Regions from separate parts of the Pan troglodytes genome. Here region 1 is linked to region 2. A link is a contact called in public HiChIP or PLAC-seq data. All regions are on one chromosome and are shown on one strand. The core of a region is the stretch at or near the end of the contact, and the rest is flanking DNA. Distances in the headings are between cores, read along the strand shown. Region 1 holds the start of CEP68 (centrosomal protein 68). Region 2 holds the start of SPRED2 (sprouty related EVH1 domain containing 2).

Region 1 (4,676 bases), core at 1,076-3,575, 390 kb after region 2:
AACATGGCGAAACCCCGTCTCTACCAAAAATACAAAAATTAGCGGAACACGGTGGTGGGTGCCTGTAATCCTAGCTACTCGGAAGGCTGAGGTAGGAGAATTGCTTGAACCCGGGAGGAAGAGGTTGCAGTGAGCTGAGATTGTGCCATTGCACTCCAGCCTGGCCAACAAGAGTGAAACTCCCTCTCAAAAAAAAAAAAAAAAAAAAAAAAGGAAAAAAATCAGCCATCGGATAAGGTGTCAGGCACCGTGGCTCATGCCTGTAATCGCTTGAGCCCAGGAGTTCAAGACCAGCCTGGGCAATATAGAGAGACATCATCTCTACAACAAAATAGAAAATTAGCTGGGCCTGGTGATGTGCACCTGTGATCCCAGCTACTTGGGAGGCTGAGGTGAGAGGGACTGGACCCCAGGAGGTTGAGGCCACAGTGAGTTGAGATCATGCCACTGTACTCCAGCCTGGGTGATGGAGTGAGACCCTGTCTCAAAAAAAGGGATCGGATAAGGACCAAAAAACAGAGAGATCCTGAAGGGTCAAGTACTATACAAATATTTCATATTGGTGAGTGTATTCAAGTATCCATTTATTTTTCTCCTAACGACTGCTAACAGCTAACAGCTACTGATCATTTTCTTTGTGCCAGGAACTATATTAGGCACTATACATCAATATCTTATTTAATCCTAGTAACTCACCACACAGGTACTACTATTATTCCCATTTTTAAGGATGAGGAAACCAAGGCACAGAGAAGTTAAATAACTTAATGACACGCCTGTAATCCCAGCACTCTGGGAGGCAGAGGCAGGAGGATTGCTTGAGCCCAGGAGTTCAAGACCAGCCTGGACAACATGGCAAGACCCCCATCACCATTAAAAAAAAAATAAATCAGAGTTAGTAACATGGCAGAGCTAAAGCCTGTTTGACTTAGAGAGCCTGAGCTTAGCTGCCTTCCTAACCTGTAAGAATAACTCGCTCAAGAAGTTAAATAAATGTTTCTGTTGTGTCACCTTTAGACTACCACGCTGATTTTGTTTCCTTTTGGCTTCCTTCCATCACTGAGTGCCTTTTATGTTCCAAGCATTGTGCTAGGGGCTGGGGAAACCACAATACAGTGTGATGAGTAAAAACAGAGGCTGCAGAAGGTAGCCCAAAAAAGGGAGGAGTTATCAGTCGCAGGGTGGGGAAGTGCTTTAAAAAGCTTTGCGCAAAAGAGGTTAAACTGAATTCCTTGGGTTTTTTGTTGTTGTTGTTTTCTAAGTGGGCCAGAATTGACTCAACAGAGGGTGGGAAAGGGGAATGGAGGGAACAAAGTAAAAAGTGGTGACTTCTAGATCTTTCAACTAAACCCAAGGCAAACTGACCCAACAACCTTTGTTACACACTTTAACACAACACTCTTCATACCCTAGATCTGAGAACTGTTACCAGATTATTTACAAACGCTACCTCCCTTCGTGGTCCTGATGAATTCCCAGTGAGGTCCAATCTGCCCTGGCAGGTTTCCGCTCATTTTTGTTACAAACAATACACTAAACCCAACCTACTAATCATCAAGGGCCTGGAACAGGTTTTGGACATTCGTCCCCAGGCTGCTGAGAACTGTTCTAGTGATGACAGTTAGAAAGGGTAGCCCTCCGAGGCAAAAAAAATGAGACATCTTGATTTTTTCTCTCCGCATCTGGGCGCTGCTGCATCCACGGCGATAAGAAGACATCACTGGTCTCCATCTTTCCAGGGGAAAAGGCCCGAGCTGCATTAGCCCCGACTGGGGAGCTGGGTAAACAGCCCACGCCCGGCAGAGGCCTGAGGGAAAGTGACCTCCCCCGGGGCCCAGGCCGACCAGCGGCGCAGCTGCTCGGCCGCCAGATGCGCGGACTCGCGCGCTCCCTCGCCGCGCCCGGGCATTCCCAAGCCCAGCCGCCCGCCTCGGCCCCGACCCCTCGGCCGCCACAGCACACGCCGTTCCGCTCGCAAGATGGAGGCGAAGGCACGAGGCGCCCCCGCCCCCCAGGGAGCCTTTGTGCCCTTGCCGGCGGGGACGCGAGGCCAGACGGCCCGCACCGCAAGGGCTCCGCAGGCACCGAAGAGACGCGGGGGAGGGGGCCGGGCCGCGCGCGCGGATCTAGCCCGGGCCACCGCCCCCAGCGCCGCGGGCACCCCCGACACCAGCACCCGCACGCGGGACACTGCCTACCTACCGCACCGCGAACGCTTCGCACGTCCGGAGCGGTCTCAGCAGCCCCATGCGCTGGCCCCGAGCTTGCGAACCCTGACTGCAACTGCGGCCCTCCAACCGCAGCCCAAAACGCGCAGGGCAGGACCGAGCGCCAACCACGCCCTTCGGCCGCGCTGACCACGCCCTTCTTCCCGCCCCTTCTCCCTCCGCGGGAGGGCTTTCGGCAATTTCGCGCAGCGAATCGCAGCCCTAAGTCCGCGGCTCCACCAATACGTGGACGCTTCTGCAAGATGAGCCCGCCCCCTACTTCGTCCTGGCCTATGGGAAGCCGGGACTTCTTCAGCGGCTGTCCTCCCTCGCTTTTGGAGCTCCGACCTCAGCTTCGCCTGCGAGCTGGGTTGTGTAAAGGCGGGTCATTTTGGGGCGCTTAGGGATGGGTGCCGGGGGGCGCGCTTTCCCGCGTGAAGATCGCTCCAGGAGTCATGCGTACATTCGTTCATTTTGCTCTGGACGCACTGATGTTCCCGGCTCGCCGCCGCGCCGCAGTCACGAGGCTCTCCGAACGCCTTTCACTGTGTTTCTGTTTACATTCGCGTCTGCAAGACCTGGCGGCGCGACCGAGGCCCGAACAGGTGCAGCGAGGCGGGGCGGGGAGCCAGTGCTGAGGGGAGCTCCCCAGGCCGGGTGGTTGAAGACAGCTTCTGGGGGGAGGTGGAGCTCTGGCTCGTGGAGAATGGGAAGGGTGTGGAAAATGAACTGGTAGCTGCTTAGCGACTCTGAGCAGCCTGCTCTGATGGGAAATCGGTGATGGAGTCGGAGGGAAGTCGGAGGCAGCTTGTGGGAGGCCAGGGTGCTCACTCTCTCCCCTGCCAGCATGGGACCTAGTAACTTTCATACATCTCTATCTATCTATCTATTTTGCAAAGATGGGGTCTTGCTGTGTTGCCCAGGCTGGGCTTGAACTCCTGGACTCAGACGATCCTCCCGCCTCGGCCTCCCAAAGTGCTGGAATTACAGGTGTGAGCCACTGCATCCCATCCCCTAGGAGCTTAATGACACTGCCCTTTAGCTTTTACTGCTTATTAGAATCCGGAGGCATAGAGGAACTACCACCAGGGTGGCGTGGGGAAGGGGCCCTCCCTTCTGATGATTTTCTCTCAGCAGCACTTTCAGCAATCTGGCTTCAACTGAATATCTCCCCAGTTCATGAAACAGGCGTCTGTAAATGTCAACCCCAGCTGGGTGCAGGGTACAAATTTTTTCCTACAGAGCTCTTGAGTCCCAGGTAGTTTAGGAGACAAGGACTTGTTTGGTTTTCCCAGACCTGTCAGGACAGCTCAGAGGTTTTGTCTAACCCAGGGGCCACAAACTTTTGACAACAGCAGCAGCTAGCCCACAGATGGTTTTATTTGGGCATCGCATAGCTTTTCTTTGTTTGTTTGCTTTTGTTTTTTAATAAGAATTTGAATCCCACCAACACCACTGGTCCATTAAGTAACAGCCAGCCTTCACACATTTGCTGCCTACCTGAAGGCATTTGTGTTTGTGACCCTTGATCTTTTCTATACACAGAAGACCTCCAGTGGAGTCACCTAATCCCACAGCCAAGTCACCCCTGCTGGACAGAGAACTGTACAAAGTCCAAACAGGCGTACATATCCTGTATGGTTTCCTCATCTATAAAGAGAGGGGATAGGATGAAGGAGTCTCAAGGTTCCTTTTGGTTCTGATGTTCTGTAATTTTGTGTTGTGAGCAGCTTTTGTTTTTGCCTGACGGGAAAACTTTCCTTTGGGGAATTGTCTGCAGTCCGCTGGGTCAGATGGTTCTTTAGCACCACACTTCTGTGGTCTCCCAAGGCAGGATGGGTGTGGAGAAGGGGAGGTGTGGAACCCAGGCCTGGCCAGCTATAGTCTCCCTCCTCTTGTTTTCAGATTTCCCCAGGGATGTGCACATGACCAAACCTGAGATGATCTGAGCCCTTGTCGGGGATTTTAGAGAATGAGGCTGGGAGAAAGAGGCTCTTTCTTTTGGTGTTTCTGAGCGTGGGAAAAGTAGGCCTAGAGCTGTCTGTAGTTATACTCCTTGCACCAGCAATGCTGGAGAACCAGGCCTGGAAATGTTAGGAACCAGCTAAGCCATCCTGCTTTGGTACTCTGATTAGGGTGCGTACCAGCTCCTTTGGTGGTGACATGAATTATTTTTCAACTCTTCTCACTTAAGATTCAAGTTTTGGGAAGGACCATTTACTTGGCCTAGTCTAGGTTATGTGCCTGTGTTCTAATTGCCAATAGGCAAAGAGAGTTCTGATTTCTACGGTGGCTTCTAGTCTGGGAGGCCTAGCCTCATACCAAGACTCAGTGTGTGGGGGCCTCCCCTCAAATAAGAAGAATGAGACGCTGGGTTGCCAAAAGTTGCTTCACTATAGTCCGTCTCTTAGGCTGCCCAACATTCACAGAAGTGCTTTCAAAGGTAAATGAAAATGCTGCCATCCAACA
Region 2 (4,676 bases), core at 900-3,399:
TTTAGTAGCCAGCTGCCTTGACATTGAGTCTCTCTCCTACCTGAAGTGGAGCACCTCAGGAAGCAGCGAGGCTGCCGTTTCATTCATAATACATGAACTCAGGGGAGGAGGGAGGCGGGGGCAGGGGCCTTTCATCTCTGCTATTTAAAATCCCGGCATTGCAGCTGAAAGGGAAAACGACCTGGGAGTGAACGGCACCGGGGATGAAGCATTGCACGATAACGGCACAACCGAGCGCGTCAGCGGCCCGCCCGCCGGCTATTTATACCGCGCGGATTATGCAATCGGGCTCCAGCCATTCATGCCCCTACTGGGCCGCCGCACGCCCGGGGCGGGGGGGCCTCATTCCCGGGCGCCGGGTCAGTTTCTAAGTTTGCATCATCCCCTGCATTACGAGAGAGTTTGGGTTTCCATTCCTGCCAGCGGGGCTTGGGGGAGACAGCTGGGCTACAAACTCACTTGGCACACACGACTGCTTACTTAAACATCATAATAAAGGCACCAGATCGCCCGAGGCGCGGCCCGGCCGCGCGCAGGGTTGAGCTCGGGGAGACCGGAAGGAACTGATAACCGAGCGCTAATGACACCCCCTCCCTCCGCGTCGGAAGTGTCCTCGGAGCGCCGGTCATTGAGAAATACCGAAGGGGCAGAGTGGGGGTGAAGCGAGGACAGGCCCGGGCGCAGCTGCGCGCGCCTCGCGGGGCGGGGAGCGGGGGCGCCGCGGCAGCGGGGGGCTTCTGCAGGCTGGGCCGCGGCGGGGCGGTGCGAACCTTTGGGCCCCGTGGAGTCCTCCCTAAATCACCCCCTCCCCGCCCCTGGGAAGGGGGAGGGCGAGTGATTGCTCAGATCCCACCCCCGCCCCTGGGGAAATCTACACTGCCGGCCCTACCGGACGAGAGGGGGGAGAAGGACACGAACGAGAGAGCGGATTGCAGAGGAGGCTAAAATGTCCGCTTCTCCTGGCGCCCGAGCCAGGCGGGAGGGGTGGGGGCCGCGGACGGCTTCCCAGTGAAACAGGACCTGCGGGGCTACTGAGCATGCCCGTCCCCGGCCGCGGAGGGTCGCTCCGGCTCCGCGCTCCGGGCTTTCCGGGCAGCCCGCGGGAAGGGCCGGGGTGGGGGTGCTCCCTCGCCCAGGACTCGGAACTGAGAAGCCTGTAGGTGGGGGACCTGCTGGGGGCCCCGCTGGGTTTGCGTGAAGTTGTGAGCAGATCGATATTACTTTTGAAGCTTTACGATCCTACTCTGACTGAGCACTATTGATTTGATCGTGTTCAGAGATTCCCGCAGCCCCCTGTTCTGCCGGTTGTGGGGAGAGACAGGGATGTGGGTCCTTAGCTCTTTCAGCAGTGACATCAATTAAAGCCCTAAATCTGTGATATCCCCTATTCCAGCAACAATCCAATGGACTTTGATAACACCTTGATGTTCAGATCAACAGACATATCTGAGTTATTCGCCCAATGTCCTCATTTATTCTATGGAGCTGCAGGAGTCAGACTTGCCTCAACCACAGTAATTGATGGGGAGGACCAAGAAGTGACCTGCTAGTAATGTTTCCATCAAAAGGCCCCTTTTGGGTGTTGAACAAGACAGAAGAGAACTGGCAGGCTTCATTTAAAGGAACATGAAGGACAGAGTGGAGGGGGGCATTTGGTAAACCAGCTGGCCAGAGAGAGGAAAGGGCTATCAGGAATCTGTATAGCCCATTTAAGATTCCCAGCAACCCTATGTTGTGGGTACTATTCCGACCCAACAGACACTGAACCCAAGGCTCAGTGGACCTAAGGGCCTGCCTGAGATAGCCCAGCTGGAGTATGGTACCAGGTGATCCCAGTGGGGACTTGGGGACTTCTGGACCTCAGAATATTTATCATTGTTCCCCTGGCAACCTGGTCCATAGGCTGGGCCAGTCGTTCACTGCTATTAAGCAGAGAGCTGGCTGAGTGAGTGGTGATGACACCAATTTAACCTGCTCATAGAGCTGGCCTACCTGCAGAAATTAATCACCTCACCTGCCACCTTGCCATTTGTGTACCTTGAAACTGGAGGGTGGAGCCCAAGAGATGCCCACAGGGTGGATAATTTTGACATGGGTAAGTGCCTGTGTTCTGGGAAGTTCAGGAATAACAGGGTGGGATCTCTTTCAGCACTCCAAGGTAGAAGAGCAACCATGGCCAAAGGTGAGACTTGGGTAGATTCCTTAGCCATCTGGGGATTTGGAAGACAATGAGATCTTGCCTTTGCTTAGTACTTTCTCAGGAACTCTCAATGGCCTCAAAAACTGATAAAGACAAGCTTGGCCTTGTTATTCCTGTTTTATAAAGAAACTCACTCGGGGTCTCAGGACTGCTAGGAGAAAACCAGAACCAAGCTGTTCCATCCCCTGGTTCATGCCCTCCCCACCACCACACATCACCAGCGTGAACCCCACTCCATGTCTACAGAGATCATGGCTGTGATAAGCACAAAGCCTGGAGTAAACCACCAGTTTATCCCTGACTCAAGGTGAAACTTTTTGGAGCATTTGTGGCTCTTATATGCATGTAAATTTTAGGAATACTAAATTTGAGGCATTTATTTATTTATTTAGAGACAAAGTTTTGCTCTTGTTGCCCAGGCTGGAGTGCAATGGTGCAATCTCGGCACACTGCAGCCTCCTCCTCCTGGGTTCAAACAATTCTCCTGCCTCGGCCTTCTGAGTAGCTGGGATTATGGGCGCCCACTACCACACCCAACTAATTTTTATATTTTTAGTAGAGACAGGGTTTTGCCATGTTGGCCAGGCTGGTCTCAAACGCCTGACCTCAGGTGATCTGCCCACCTCAGCCTCCCAAAGTGCTGGGATTACAGGCATGAGCCACTGCGCCCAGCCTGAGGCAAATATTTAATCTCTTAACCTGTTCAGTGGTTGCTATTTAGTTAACATCGTATCTGGATTGTCCCATGGACATTCAAGAGGATGGAAAAGTCTACTGTGTTTGGAGAGCAGCAAGGGATAGGGACTATGTCTCTTGTTTCTTTTTCTTTCTTTCTTTCTTCTTCTTCTTTTTTTTTTTTTTTTTTTTTTTTTTTTTGAGATGGAGTTTTGCTCTTGTTGCCCAGGCTGGGGTGCAGTGGCACAATCTTGGCTCACCGCCACCTTCACCTCCTGGGTTCAAGCGATTCACCTGCCTCAGCTCCCGAGTAGCTGAGATTACAGGCACGCGCCACCACGCCCGGCTAATTCTGTATTTTTAGTACAGACGATGTTTCACCATGTTGGTCAGGCTGGTCTCGAACTCCCGACCTCAGGTGATCTGCCCGCCTCGGCCTTCCAAAGTGCTGGGATTACAGGCGTGTGCCACCGCGCCCGGCCGGGGCTGCTTCTTAACGCGAGAAATTCCATAATTTCTACGGAAATGCAAACGTTTCTGGGCTGTGCTGGGTTGACCTTTTTCTTTGCATGAGTAATGATTCTTAAAAACATCCGTTCCTTGGCCGGGCGCGGTGGCCCATGCCTATAATCCCAGCACTTTGGGATGCCGAGGCAGGCGGATCACGAGGTCAAGAAATCGAGACCATCCTGGCCAACATGGTGAAACCCCCTCCCTACTAAAAATACAAAAATTAGCTGGGCGTGGTGGCGCGCGCCTGTAGTCCCAGCTACTCGGGAGGCTGAGGCAGGAGAATCACTTGAACCCAGGAGGTGGAGGTTGCAGTGAGCCTAGATCGCGCCACTGCACTCCAGCCTGAGGACAGAGCGAGACTCCATCTCAAAACAAAACAAAACAAAAATCCATTCCTCTATTGAGACAAAAAAGAAAAAAAATCACAAGATTCACGTGAAACGGAAAAGCCTCTGCCTTTCAGAACCTTGGCAAAGTCGAACCCCCTCCCCTCTCTGGTTGGGTTGGGCTGGAGAAGCCAGCCCCTGGCACCTGCGCCGCCCCTACCTTCCCACCCCGCGGTGGGTGTAGTTGTGCCTCTGAGCCTGAGCACCTCTTCAGCTGTTTTACTCCCTCCCCTCCCTTGAGTTTCCCATCTCCGCCCCCGCCCAACCCCCCGATTTTTAATCTCGGTGTTTGGAAGGAGGGAGGGGGCAAAAACGGGAGCCAGATGTGTACGAGTCCTCCGCTCCCGCCTCCTCCCTCCTCTCGGGCTTCCTAAAACCCGGAGCCCTAATCAAGGAGGATTCGGAGCCAGACGGTCGCGGCGCAAGCAAACAACTCGGCTCCGCGGCTCCCCCGGGAGTGGAAGCCAGGAGGGAGGGGGAGAGGAAGCGGGGCGTGCTCAGTAGGCGGGACAAAGTTTTTTTTTTTCTTCTCCCTTTTTTTTCGGTCGCAAGTAGGAAGCTTTTTGCACTCCACCACCTCTGGCCGCTGGGAAGACGTCATCGCTTCCGCCCTACTTCCTCCTCCTGTTGGCGGCGGTGAGAATCCAATATGGAGTAAATCGGTGGAGTCGAGAGATGGGGCTCGGACGGGGCGCCCTGCACCGCCTCCCAGGCGCACCTCCCCCGGCCGCCGACCGCTCCCCGGAACCGTGATTGGCCCGGCCCCCCGGGGGCGACCCCGGACTGAGCCCCCCCACCCGCGGCCGGCGCTCTCCTCCTCCTCGCAGCAGTCCCTGCCGCTCCGAGGCGCGCTTGTTTTTCTCCTGCTCTCCCACACCGCCGTCCCCTTCCCAAATCTCGCC

Evidence for each region. HiChIP or PLAC-seq counts read pairs in DNA pulled down with a chosen protein or histone mark.
Region 1: a contact with region 2 is called in an H3K4me3 HiChIP or PLAC-seq map of stem cell-derived excitatory neurons, with 2.2 times the contacts expected there. The contact joins the promoter of CEP68 here to the promoter of SPRED2 in region 2. A contact is called at or near these places in 1 of 7 Hi-C or Micro-C datasets (stem cell-derived neural progenitor cells) and 1 of 1 datasets of contacts at active chromatin or transcription factors (stem cell-derived excitatory neurons).

Annotation. Positions count from the first base shown.
Region 1 is chr12:57,666,873-57,671,548 of NHGRI_mPanTro3-v2.0_pri, forward strand. It overlaps CEP68 (centrosomal protein 68), which reads right to left and starts at 2,326. Exons shown (of 7, transcript XM_016948637.4): 1 at 2,199-2,326. LOC129143137 (proline-rich proteoglycan 2-like) reads left to right here and starts at 1,671. Exons shown (of 3, transcript XM_054677922.1): 1 at 1,671-2,812. The coding sequence starts at 1,871. The coding sequence ends at 2,611.
Region 2 is chr12:57,281,872-57,286,547 of NHGRI_mPanTro3-v2.0_pri, forward strand. SPRED2 (sprouty related EVH1 domain containing 2) reads left to right here and starts at 2,150. Exons shown (of 7, transcript XM_063789766.1): 1 at 2,150-2,182; 2 at 4,330-4,676. LOC104004996 (a long non-coding RNA gene) reads right to left here and starts at 1,003. Exons shown (of 7, transcript XR_010149417.1): 1 at 890-1,003.